4 separate regions of the Gossypium hirsutum genome follow, and regions 1, 2 and 4 are each linked to region 3. The links are chromatin contacts, called in public Hi-C maps. All regions are on one chromosome and are shown on one strand. The core of a region is the stretch at or near the end of the contact, and the rest is flanking DNA. Distances in the headings are between cores, read along the strand shown. Region 1 holds the start of LOC107956832 (tRNA (guanine-N(7)-)-methyltransferase). Region 2 holds the start of LOC107946690. Region 3 holds the start of LOC107890314 (protein GrpE). Region 4 holds the start of LOC107890024 (ELMO domain-containing protein A).

Region 1 (3,183 bases), core at 532-3,031, 520 kb before region 3:
AAGCCATAAGAGAAATCTGCCACTTCCTGAGAAATGTTTTTTCCTGCTGTTAGATTTATCAGTACTTGTCCATGCTTTACCGTGAACAAAAAGTAAGATACCTATGACAACAATGCTAATAACTAAGTTGTGAAGCCAATTTCAGCAGACATAAGGAACGATATGAAAAAAAATTTTAACCATTAACATTCTTATCAAAGACGATCAAAGAAAGATACTTATCAAAGACGACTGGATAAAAAAGAATGTGAATGAAAGGCAACTGTTTGAACCATTGACACCATATTGAAGCTCGAAAAACTCCAGTCAGAAAACAATAAATAGCTAAAGGAACATGGCACCAGGCCTCTACAGTACTGGGTACTCTTCCCCAACTTTAACCTACCTGCTCAATATCATAATGGTATACATTATTGGATAATGTAAACAATTTACAGGTTAAAAATTCCTGTAGCTTTTCAATGTTGTCAATCAACATTTGAGGATTAAAATGCAAAAGCTCATCTATTATACAAGGATCCCAGTATCTTGGTGATGGTTCAGGTTCTCAAGGATTTAAAATCAGGAGATAAAAGAAACAGCCACTTCCTATCCCAGACTCTGCATAGATAAAATTTATGTTGTTTTGACAAATCATTTTTCTTTAAGCACCTATGTCGGATGCATATCCGAACATGGATATGGAGATATAACCCTCAAAGGACCCTTAAATCACATTGAAAGAACATGGGTAACATAGGATAAAAGGGTTCTCGTCATTAATTGGATAATAAATGGAATATTTCTTCATAGTTCTCCATGATCTAAAAGAGTTATTAAAAGGATAGCATAGCATCAGTTAGCAGATATTTTGAATGGATAGAGAGGTTACCACTTACCACTTCCAATATCCACCATAAGTGGCAATGTTGGATCCTTGAAGGCTTCATCCCAATTAGGTACAGGTGCTGGCACCTACCCAGAAGCATGAAAAAACGAAGCCAGTAAGACAAAAGCATTACTTCTTTTATCTAACACAAGAGATAATGAAAATAACCTGTTCACTACTGCATTGCAAGAAAGCAATAAGAAGAAACCCAAAAGTTCATAAATAACTCACGGAGAAAGATGAACTGAGAGGGTTGACATGTTGCCTAATTCTTACATGACCCAACTCCTGCAACCGAATAAAGGGGGGAGGGGAACCCACCGTTATCATAAAAAGAAGAAAAAATTATGATTAAAAGAAAAACTTGATGACCCATTATGATGAAAAGATAAAAGTTGAGGATGGAGGGGACCTGAGAAATCTTGTCAGTGAGGTTAAGGTCGGCATACTCGAGAGCCACCAGATCAGTACTCCTAATCTCCTTTTTATCTGTAATGGGAACTGAAAGGGAAGCAGAAGTTTTGGAAATGCAATATTTGTGGCCAAGAGAAGAAGGGAATTTGTGTAGTAGTATTAGTGAGGAAAGAATTTGTTTTGCAGCCCCTGGGACAGCAGCACAACTGTTTAAGCAAAGGGATGAAGCCATTTCACATTCCTTCTTCCACTGGCATTTCCTCCAACTTTTCGAACAGTGCTAAAGGGTCGGGCCTCCTTCCAAAGTTTGTTGGATTGGGTGTAGGCTTATGTTTTAAGGGCTCAACCCCTTAGAGAGGCCTGTATCCTCTTTGATGTTATAAAGAAAAAAGAACATCTAAATTAATTGACAAAGGCATATCATTATCAAACCCCATAATCCTCCCAGAAAAACAAATGAAAAATGCTCTACGTCCTTTAACCATCCAGAACCTTTGGTGGATATCCTGCCAAGTATCAGTTAAAAGAAGACCTTCATAGTATTTGTTACAACAGCAAATGTCACAAACACATTTAACAGTACAAGCCAGTGGAGAACAAGTCCATAACTTGTGGAAGACATGGCTTTGGGTTTGCCACCACTCAATTTCAAACTCCAGTGCTCCTCTACTTCCACCTTCTCCTCATCCTCTTCAACCAACTACCGCCCTGCCGTCATCCTTCCTGTTAATTCTCCATGCGCTTATTACCTTCTTCTTATGCTTAAACATGTTTATGTTTTGTTGCATTTGACCCCTTTCTTTTTGGGTTTTCTCATTTCAGGGGTTAGGGAATAATACAGGTGACTATAAGAAGTTGGAGTTCACCTTGCAAGAGTATGGAGTGTCCACCGTTGTTGCTAATGTTTCAAGAATTGATTGGCTGAGGAATGCAGCTGGCTTGGTGGACCCTAACTACTGGAAAGGCACTTTGCAGCCTAGGCCTGTTCTTGACTGGTATTTATCTTAAGATCCCTTTCGATTTAAACAATGCAGAACGTATGCAAGTTGTAACATAGAAATTTGGTTAATGATTAGATATTGCGTGAAAGCAGGTATTTGAAGAGGGTTGATGATGCAGTTCAAGAAGCAAAGGAATTGGCACAAGGTATCAATCTTTGCCATTACCTTTCAGTAATGTTCTGACTCGAATGCAAATATTATATACAAATATGCGTCTAAACCTATAAAAGCATGTGATTGTAGGTGGGAAATTGTCAGTGATTGGTCACTCAGCTGGAGGGTGGCTAGCTCGTCTTTACATGGAAGAATTTGGACTCTCCCACATCTCCTTGCTTCTCACTCTTGGTACTCCCCACTTGTAGGTCTTTTATTTCAATACTCAACTATTTTTCTCTCGGAAGCTTCTGTTTGTTCAAATGATTTTAGTAATTTTTTTTAGTTTCTTTTCGTATATTTGGCGGATCATAACCCTAAAAATATGTATCGTATTGGAAAAGTGAGAAGTAGAGGGTGATTGGATGGTCAACTGCTGTAATCCCATTTGCAAGCACTGGCTTTTCCTTTCTTTTGTAATCATTCAACCTCCAAATGACTGAAGGGGAGAAGAGTGCTTAAAAGCCTTATCTATGTATTTTGGTCTATTTTGCAGGCCTCCTCCGAAAGGTTTGCCAGGGGTCATTGATCAAACAAGGGGCCTACTATATTATGTTCAACAACACTGCAAAAAAGCTGTTTATACTCCTGAGTTGAAATATGTATGCATTGCAGGGAGGTAAAATCAAACTCAGATCCTGTTCCTGTTTCTGCATTAGTTCTACTTCACTCTATTCAAGTTGCCAAATACCTTTTTCATTTTACTCGTTCACGTGTTGCTCCAACTCCTAATTTTTCTTGAATTTC
Region 2 (3,303 bases), core at 761-3,260, 630 kb before region 3:
AACAGCCAGGGGTCAGCAAAGCCTTCACATCAGAGTCTTCTAGATAAAAGCTGGAGGCAATGCTGTGAATATCAGGTGTGGCTTCGGGTGAGGACACTAAGGGAATAGATGTTGTTTGCACAGGGAAACCTCGGAGTCGTATCTCACATGAACATGGTGAAGAGAATGCACGGATTCCAGTTTTCGAAGATCTCAGGGCTGATCCAGGAATCCTCAGACCCAAAGAGCCTATTGACAACCTGATGAAAGCCTGAGGATCCATTTTTGTCATAAATATTTCCCCATTGTATAAACAGCTTTTGGTTATGGCAACTCAACCCTGTCATTTCAGCAGTCAATAATATAATTAGATCACAAAAAAAAAATTAAGATCTTCACATGTTGATTGCTTGAAATAAGATAATTTTCATTTACATATAAGATCATTTCAATTAAGATCATTTTCACACTAGAAAGGTGAATAATATTTACTACGATTTTTCAGCAGCGAAAAATGAATAAATCAGTTTATTCCCAGATGTATTCGAGGCCATGATCAGTAGTAGTACGATATGAAGATCTTATCATAAACCTCAGTTTATCAGTTCTCCTGTTTGTCTCACCAATTTGAAAATCTATGCAAAAATTAAGCCCGAGGGTCTCCTACAAATTAATGTAAATGTCCATAAGGGATTAAGCTAAACCATATCAGCTGTTGCTTCCAAGCTAAGCAAGTCGCCTAAAGAGTTTATGCTTCTTTTAATTTTCAGATTGTTCTCCTCTAAGTTAAAAACTTTACAGTCTTCAAAGATGATTGAAATAGAACAAACAAGCTCACAGAAGACTAAGAAACAGGAAACAAGGTGAACCGTCAATTTAAAATTGATATGAAATCTTTGCATTGTAAACGGTGCTTCTTTCATCCAAGCCACAGAGAACGTAGACGCAAAAGTTGAACGCGTAATCACCTAAAGAACTGAATTCAAGAGATTTCTGTAACTAAGACCAGTCAAGAAAAATTATATATATGCCTAGAAACAGTCAAGAAAAGCTGTCAGCCATCTATGATAGATTTTCCTAACTAACAGAAAAGATGCCAACCATCTATCATCAGTTTTCCTAACAAACTTTTCATTCATCATGAAAATGATCACATAAATTAAAAGAAGCCATCAACATCTTCTCTAAATATTCATCAAGTAGCTATACAATCTGGTTCCTTCAAGTTTCTCTTAAAACAACCAACTGACCTTAGCTAAATCAAAAAAGTTACCATAATTAAGCTTCCATGTGAAAGACTATAGAGTTCAATAAGATCCCAACTGAAAACAACAAACATGTTGCTTAGAATTCAAATTTCTTATCTTTTAGCATACTTTTCCATCAACCAACCAAAACAAAAGCCTTGCAACTAGAACTCCAATGGAAAAACCACCAATAAATGGAATACCTATATTGAATTTTAACAAACATATGTTGGTTACTTGCAATCATACCCCCCCCCCCAAAAAAAAATTTAAAACTCAACTAAAAAACCAGCTAAAAGTCTACAGCCAATCAACTTACAAAAGTCAAATTCACTTGAACAACCCAACACACATAATCACCCTCAAAAACCAAAATTCATATTGAAGTTAAGTAGAAGAACAAAAGAAAATAAAAATAAAAAGAACCCACCTCTGAATGAAGCTTTTTCTTCATAAAAAAGCTGAAGGAAACAAATTTCCCAGAAAAGAAAACATATCAAAACATTATTTCCCCCCAAAATCCTCTCTCTTTATGTTCTTTCTACTCCAAAAAAAAAAAGGTTCTTTTTAAGGAATGTAAACTTTTAATCAGTCTTGTTCAACGACGAAAAAGAAGAAGATGGAAGAAAAAGGCTTTTAAAGGGCTTTAAGGCAATCTGGGTTTTCACGTAAGACTCTGGTTTTTCACAGATCACGAGGAAACTCTATTTTTCCTTTTAATTTTTCTTTAGTTTTATTACTTTATAAGCCCTTCTTTCTTGGGTTCATTTTTTTCTCGAATGTGAGTATGTAAATATTATAGTAATTAAAATATTATTTTTGCATAATTGTCACGAAATGGAGGCAGAAAGTAAAGAATTTGTCTTTTTCCTACAAGTACTAAATCAATGGCGGAATAGATGAGAAAATTATTTTAATAAAATACAATACTAAATACAAAAATATTGAGATTGTACTTAAAAATAAAATAAAATAAAATAATTGGAGGAGAGAGAGGACGTGAATACAGCTGTAACCAACGCAAGGGTTTGGTCGATTTGCTAAGCAAAGAAGGTATCGTTTTCGGACACATATGCTTCTCAATTTTTTTATATACTTTTATATTTTAATTTTTTTTATTTTATTTTCCGGAAACTACCCTATATTATATTTACAAAAAGAAGACGTACAATTTCCAAATTTTCTTATCTCAATTTCAAAATATTTTAAGATAAAAAAGAATTTCTTATTTAATTAAATTATGGATAAATTATGGATAAATTTTTGTTTTGATCATTAAATTATTTAAAAGTTTTCGTTTAAGTCATTCGACTATTAAAATTATTGCTATATGATTTTTTATGTTCGCACTATGTGTATCAATTCAATTTTTTTCATTAAACTACTTTGGACATTACGAATCTGCAAATTAAGGTTCAAACAATTTTCTTTTTCTATCTTCGATATTAGTCGTCAAACTGACTTGGATCTAAAGTATTTTCTTCTACTCATCGATGGATATTGATCGATCGTATTGATTGTCGAATGATTTCTTAGACCTTATTAGCTAAATTTAAAAAAAACTTAACTATTAAATCATTTAAATAAGAATTTTTAAATAATTTAATGACTTAAATAAAAATAATTAAATTATAAAATTTTTAATTAAATAAGGGGAATAAGAATTATGATTAATGATATAGTTTAGCTTTTTTATTTTAATATTTGCAATGGCGTAGTGACTTCAAATTTTCTTGACAATACGAATTGATTATTGTTCATTTATATATTGAAAGTATACTTTATATTACTATTAGTATAGTTTTTAATTAAATTCCCTTTAAAAACAATTAAATTTAAAAATTCTGCTTACAAAATAATAATTCAAATCAACCGACATGAATTAATATAAAATAAAATTCATTCAAGACTCCTTGTGTTTCTTTACTAAATAAACCTATTTCATACGTCATAAAAACTCTTAAACTGTTTTCTGTAATTTAATTTATTTATATTTAATTTTAAAATTGTTAGACCATAATATGAATAAAGATAAATATCTATCAATTCTATTTAGTACTGTGTAGGTAAGGGTAGA
Region 3 (3,233 bases), core at 292-2,791:
GAACAAATGATGAGATAAATCTTTAAGTTAAGGAGCTTAACATCATAAAAATGAGAAACGACAAAAGTTACAAAAACGTTTAAATTGCAAAAATCATAATTTATTGATGTATACAACTGATAAAGTTACATACTACCAAATACGTAAAGCTTCACAAAAGTGACTATTATTTATATGGGAAAATTGTGGATGCTTGAGAAACTAAAAGAAAATACTCACTGGATCCCACTGCAAGCCATGCAAACGAAAGTCCAAAAGTTTGTGCAAACATACTGAGGACCCTGAAATGATAGAACCAAAAATTAATATCAGATAAATGGAGGACATTAAAATGGAAAAAAAATAAAAAAGTTCAACACTGGATGCTCGAATAAAGTTAATTTAATCCATTCAAGTAATCCTGAAGAACCGGGTTAGCCTGATTTGAGCAGGAAAAAAAGGGTAAAAACTTGGAAGTTGAAATCTGTTAGTCTAAGTTAATTATAAAATGAAACGAAAAAGCAAATTTCAACACCCTTTTTAAAACATCTTATTTACCATCTTGACATTCATTACTAATAGTTGCGTTGTATTCATGAAATTCGAGAAACTCATTTTAAGAAACATTTTCTATAACCTCAAATCCACCTTCGTTTTTTTTCTTTTTTTCCTTTTTTTTTTTTTTACTTTCCCAGACTCCAAACAGAACTTGACTCACAACAATCAGCTAAAGTCATTTCTTACAAAATTAACCCCCCCCCAAAAAAAAAACACATTTCTAAAACCATTTACATAACCAGAAATCTCTATCCATTCTGCTTAACTCATCAACTAAAAACTAACTCTTCCAAGAGACTTTAAGTAACAAAAAAGAACAAATTTCAGAACCCATCTCTTTTTTTCATTTTTCCCACGCTTTGCCAGCATCCCTAGCACACCTTAACTATGAAACCTCCCCCCGACCCCACCTCACCACCTCATAAAATAAAATTTAAAAGAAAAGCTTGAAAAAAATTACCACGCTGTTACAGTTAATGCAACGACGATTAGGAGGCAGCTTCATGAGACCTCTTATTATCTTTTCGTTTCTTTCTTCTTCTTTTCTACTTCCCATTTCTCAATATAAGAAAATAATGATCTTCCAAAATTTAAAAAAAACCTCAAACAAACCCTAAAAAGCTTCAAAAAAACAATAATAAAAACCCAGCATGAATATTTTTTTGGTCGAAACCAAGGTAACCATCACCGATATCACCGGTAACAGTGACTATTCCCCTTGCTCTTCTAAGAGATATACGGCTGAACATAAAATATGCAGCATCCCCGATACTTTATTTTGCAGCATGCATCGGGGGAAACTGGAAATTTTAGAGGTTTGATTTTTGGGGGAATTTTTATTGTTTTTCCAAAAGAAAAAGGAAATGTTGATTGTTTTATACTCAGTTGTCTGTGATTGGGACAAGAACGCTCCGTGCCTTTCATTTTTTTTTTAATCAAAAATATTATTAAAAATATGAAAATTTAAAATTTAAATAATTTTATAACGCATATTGGATGGAATGGATATATTGCTCCTTCCACCAGATACAGGTGGAAGAAGAAATTTTATATTGGAAATATATTTCAAAAAATTTAGTCAGAGGATGTGGTGAAGATTTATTTATGTATTTAAATATAATTTTGAATAACTTTTTTAATATAGTTATTATCAATCAATTAAGCAACGGTCGCTAGGATCGGCTTAACAAACAATCATCCAACGGCCGAAATAAAACCTCAGCTTTTCTCTTTTATCTGTCTGTCTGTCACCCACCCTATTCTGCCTCTTCCTACATCTCCCTCTCTCTTTGTACCTCTTCGCATTCTCAAGATAGTTTCTTCTCCCATGGCTACTCTCATTAAGACGCTGCCGTTTAAGTCCCCTCCTCCTCTAACTCCACCTGCTACAACCTTTTCTTTAAACTCTTCGAAGCCCTTCCATGTCTGCTTCAAACAAAGACTTCCTCCTTCAAGCCGTCCCCTCCGCTTCAGCTTCACTCCCTCTCTTCGCTTCCTCAACTTGGTTCCTTTTGCTTCCACTGGAGGTGAAACTGACACTATTCATACCCAACAACAAGTTCAAGAACCCCAAATTGAGGTAACTTACAATGGCTCCCATTTTTTTCTGGGTGTGAATTTCTTGGCCTAGTTTATACGTTTATGTTATATTTCTTGAAAAATTGGTAATATCATGTATGGATATTTGAACTTAACGTTGAAGCTTGCTAGAAATGAGCAAAAAGATGGTAACTTGCTAATGTATATAATTTAGCTGTATCGAGGAATTTTCTTATCGAAAATCTTCAGTTCTTTGTAGCTTTATCGATTGGATATGCTTCACCAACTATAGACAGCCACTTTTCCTACATTTAGTAGTTATCATGAGCATTGTTAAGTTGTCCTACGTTTATTGTCCCACACCATGTTCAAATAGATATAAGACATAGTTTATCGAATGTTGGGGCAATCAACATTTTTTTTTTCTTTTTGTGGCTACTCGACACGGTATTGGCTAATGTCGTTCACTTTAGCATTTTCCGATTACCATTTACTAAATAGTTTAATGCACGGAAGCTTTTTGATATTTCTTGGCTATCATAGCTTTTCTATGATTAGGATTTAGGAGTGTTTAGAGGGATTTTTAATGGAATCCAATCAAATTATTTTAAAATTCACATGAAGGAGCAAATGAGCAATTTGTGTGGATTGAAAGGAATCAGTGAAACCTAGCAATGAACTAGGAGATTGTTCTCTTTTAGGCCATGGGGGTGAGGTCAAGCTGAAACTGATGAAGATTTGGTTGAAGGGAATCAGGACTTGAGTTTTAAGTGCATTGGTCTTTGTAACAATTATTGTGTAGTTTCTAGGCTTCTAGGCATGTTATATCCTGAATTTACAGTGGCCAACTTTATACTTGGTTCAATGCTATTCATCTTGAAAGTGAAACGTGGTGTGATAGAAATTTATAGCCAAATTTGGTGGTTGGCTCCTTTCTGGAGATGAATGTAACCTATCTTCAGTTGTTTGTGCCATAATGTCACAACTGAACTTTGATATATTAATTTCCTATTCCTATGTTGCCTATGCATACCTTTAGAAAACACTTATTACTTTGAACGCTTTGATGATAAGCTGTTTATTCTGTCCCCCTTGTAACCATATTACTTTGCTGTTACAATATCTTTATGTCTTGCAACTATAGGTTTCTATGTTAG
Region 4 (3,589 bases), core at 973-3,472, 780 kb after region 3:
GCATAGAATTTTAGGGCTTTTGTATTGGAAATGCCTTTCAAAGGATGTGAAACAGTGTGTGAAATAGTGTATTGTTTGTTAAAGATACAAGTATGACACCTCAGTATCTCTAAAGCTGTTACAACTTTTTCCCATTCCTAATCGTATTTGGGCAGCTGTGAGCTTAAACTTTGTTGAAGGCCTACTTGTATCAAAAGAAAATGATACCATTCTTGTTTTGGTTGACAAACTCACTAAATATGGACACTGTTTTGCACTGACACACCCCTTTACTACTCTTAATATAGCTCAACAGTACCTTGACCAAATTTACAAGCTTCATAGAGTTCCTAAATGCATTATTTCTGATATAGATAAGATATTCATTAGTTTATTTTGGTAGGTTTTATTTAAACAATTAGGGATTAAGCTTCATTTGTCCACTACATATCACCCTTAGACTGATGGCCAAACAGAGGTCTTAAACAGGTGCTTAAAAAGGTATTTGAGATGCATGTCAAGGGAAATGCCTTTAGATTGGGTCTTATGGTTGCCCCTAGCAAAATGGTGGTATAATACTACTTATCATCCTGCCATATAGGTTACTCTATATGAGGCCTTGTATTACTAAGAACCTCCTTATCATATACCCTATTTGGCAGGATCCTCTCTAGTTGTAATAGTGGATCGTGGTTTACAGCAGAGGGAGGAAACTAGGAACATGATGCGATTCCATCTAAAAAGGGTACTGGAGAGAATGAAACAAATGCCTAATAAGAGGCTCTCTGAGAGGGAATTTCAAGTAGGTGACTTGGTCTATTTGAAACTTCAACCCTATAGGCAACACTCCATCAGGAAATGGGGTAATAAGAAGTTTTCTACTCACTATTTTGGACCCTATCTAGTCGAAGCTAAGAGGGGCAAAGTCACATACAAACTGGCTCTACCAACTGATGCCTGTATTCACTCTACCTTTCACGTGTCTCAACTCAAGAAACACATTGGCTCAGCTCCTAGTTCTACTACTTTGCCCTCTGTAGGTTCTAAAGGCAACCATGTCAAGCTACCAATTCGCATTCTTGATAGAAGGATGGTGAAACAAGGAAATCAGGTAGCTACTAAGGTGCTAGTAGAATGGACCAACACTTTTCCTGAATATTCCATGTGGGAGCGTTTGAGTGAGTTTCAGTAGAAATTTCCACTATTTCATCATTGAGGGCAAGGATCATCTTCGGGAGAGGACTACTTGATATGGAATAATTAGTAATAACGGTTAACTTTTTTTTAATTCTATTAATTTTAGTATTGTAGCAAAACACTGTGTTTTAGGAATTTAGTATTCCAATGAAAATGGTGCGTGTAAGGGGGGAATTAGGTCAGTACTTAAAATGGTGAGTTTAGAGTAAGTAGCCATACAAGTTAAACAGTGTGTATTGAGCTTATTTCTGTTACTACTCGATTGTTAAATTTGTCCGTTACTCACTCTTTTTATGGACCAATCAGAGAAGGGTGAGGCAGTTATGAAATTACAGATGGTTTCCTTTTTCATTTCTTCTTTCTGAATTCTTGTTCTCTCGTTCTCTCTGTTTCTTCCTTATTCCTTCATTTTTTTTTGCTCAAATCTTCATCCCTTATCAGGGTATTGAACTTTACATACAGGATGCTTATGTCAGCCCCAAATTCCCTTAAATATTAGGAAGATAGAATAAGTTCATGAAGCACAAACTAACTAACAAAAAGTTCAATATTTAAATAATCGAAAAACTTAAATCGAGCTCAAACTCATTAAAATCTAGAGCTTATTTGTTAAACTAATAGGATCACATGACAAATAAAAAACCGATTTTCTAATAAGAAAAAAAGCTTCAACATAATTCATACACTATGTACAAAACATGAGTTACTAACATCCTTAACAAATAAAAGACATTACATCAATCAATGAATTAACAAAATAGATGTAAAATAAAGGTAGACAGACAACGGACAACTTAGAACCTCAATAACATATACTAAAAGCTCGAGTTGACCTCAAATATGATCTCTTTATTCCACCATTATCATCTCTTACCTTGCTTATCTTTTGTTATTCATACACTAACTTAAGCATTGAGAGGCTCTCAAAGTTGAAATTCTGGGCCTCGTAATTTACTTTGTTTTACAGATCACAAGCCCACAAGCGGATCCACAGCTGGCCTCAACAACTAGTACGAGAATAATCATTATTAATTAAAATTGGAATTTAGAAGAATCTCTTACCCCTCCAACTCCAACGTCCTAACCAGGAAGGAACTCTAACAACAATATATAAAGGACACATACCGGAGGGGAGGAATTGAAATAATAGAGTTTCAAATTTCTTAAAACTCTGTTATTTCCTTATTTACTAACCTACCTTTTATTGTTTCTTTCGTTCTTTCTTTGGGGGTTTACCAGCTTTCCTTACACTTCTGGGTTTCCTCTTACTCTACGTTAAGGCCTTCTCCAAATTCGATTTCAGCATTCCTGTAAGTTTTCTTTTCTTTTTTTATCCGTTTTGGATGCAAATTTTAAACCTAATTTGAAATTTTCAATAGAATTTGATGCCGAAATTGGATTTTTTCTTCGTCATCTGAATTTCTGATTGCTTGCTTAATTTTTGTAATATAGCACTTTTGAGTTCCAAATTGGCGGCTAATTTTAAATTTGGAAGAGTATCGTGTTGCCAACCATTTTCAGTGCTAATTCAAAATTTGCATAGTTGCTTGTTTAATCTATTTTAGCAGTTTGGGGGGTTTTGATATATATTCTGTTCCTTTTTTTTTCCAAAAAATAAAAAGAATTTGTTAGGGTTTAAGGAAGAATTGGTGCAAATCTTGAGCTGTAATTAATGAGACCTGGTGCCTTGCGAAGGCGGCTTGATCATGGGGACGTTGGCAGGATGAGCAATGGAAATTATATGATGACGGGATTACATGGTTTAGATGAACCTTTGTTAGGGAATCGTGATTACAGTGGCAGGCATTCTGAGGTGATTATGCCATTGCTTATTTTAAGTATGCTTTATTGCAAGAAAGGGGAGAAAGAGTACTGCTAACATTAAAGTTACCTTCTCCGTTATGTTACAGGGGAAAACGCTAGAGTGTATTTGGGTTGAAGGGCAAAGGAAGGAGCATTTACATTGGGCTGCGCTTTTGTTCACTAACTTGATTGTGCAATGGGCACAATGGATAGGCGAGATATTATCAGTGTCGTTTCTGTTTTTGGATATGAGATTTTACTGTTTGCAATGTCTATAATTGCAGTTTCAATCTACTTGTATTATATTGCTTCTTTTGGTTGCTGGTTGTTGACTTCAAAAGTTAAACCATTAAGTTAGCCAGTTACTAATCTGTTGAGCATATTGGTATATTAGATTGTTATGCGCGTAAATTGCATACACTAGTGTCTATATTTAAATATACTTATGCAACATGGGAAACTTTTTGCATTAGTTTTCTGAGTACTCCCCTCATATCTCCTAAGCATTTGCCAAAGTTTCCCTAATAGAAAGCACAGTTGCGGGAATCTCTCTATCAATGTAGTTTGTAGAAACAGAAGTGCGCCACCTGTTTTGTAATTGGTGTTCTCT

Evidence for each region. Hi-C and Micro-C count contacts between places; a contact is called where the count stands out from the background.
Region 1: a Hi-C map of hypocotyl shows a contact between it and region 3, with 4 times the contacts expected there. The contact joins the promoter of LOC107956832 here to the promoter of LOC107890314 in region 3. A contact is called at or near these places in 6 of 34 Hi-C or Micro-C datasets (hypocotyl and leaf).
Region 2: a contact with region 3 is called in a Hi-C map of leaf, with 2.6 times the contacts expected there. The contact joins the promoter of LOC107946690 here to the promoter of LOC107890314 in region 3. A contact is called at or near these places in 5 of 34 Hi-C or Micro-C datasets (all in leaf).
Region 4: a contact with region 3 is called in a Hi-C map of leaf, with 3 times the contacts expected there. The contact joins the promoter of LOC107890024 here to the promoter of LOC107890314 in region 3. A contact is called at or near these places in 2 of 34 Hi-C or Micro-C datasets (both in leaf).

Annotation. Positions count from the first base shown.
Region 1 is chrA11:89,596,229-89,599,411 of Gossypium_hirsutum_v2.1, reverse strand. LOC107956832 (tRNA (guanine-N(7)-)-methyltransferase) reads right to left here and starts at 1,781. Exons shown (of 8, transcript XM_016892339.2): 1 at 1,281-1,781; 2 at 1,100-1,156; 3 at 879-954; 4 at 1-26. The coding sequence starts at 1,514. LOC107891034 reads left to right here and starts at 1,815. Exons shown (of 7, transcript XM_041081970.1): 1 at 1,815-2,007; 2 at 2,105-2,277; 3 at 2,376-2,428; 4 at 2,514-2,628; 5 at 2,933-3,055. The coding sequence starts at 1,903.
Region 2 is chrA11:89,710,431-89,713,733 of Gossypium_hirsutum_v2.1, reverse strand. It overlaps LOC107946690, which reads right to left and starts at 2,010. Exons shown (of 3, transcript XM_016881120.2): 1 at 1,657-2,010; 2 at 1-319. The coding sequence starts at 271.
Region 3 is chrA11:89,078,054-89,081,286 of Gossypium_hirsutum_v2.1, reverse strand. It overlaps LOC107890314 (protein GrpE), which reads left to right and starts at 1,541. Exons shown (of 3, transcript XM_016814784.2): 1 at 1,541-2,116. The coding sequence starts at 1,865. It also overlaps the pseudogene LOC107890325.
Region 4 is chrA11:88,293,552-88,297,140 of Gossypium_hirsutum_v2.1, reverse strand. LOC107890024 (ELMO domain-containing protein A) reads left to right here and starts at 2,222. Exons shown (of 10, transcript XM_016814547.2): 1 at 2,222-2,486; 2 at 2,799-2,989; 3 at 3,087-3,192. The coding sequence starts at 2,849.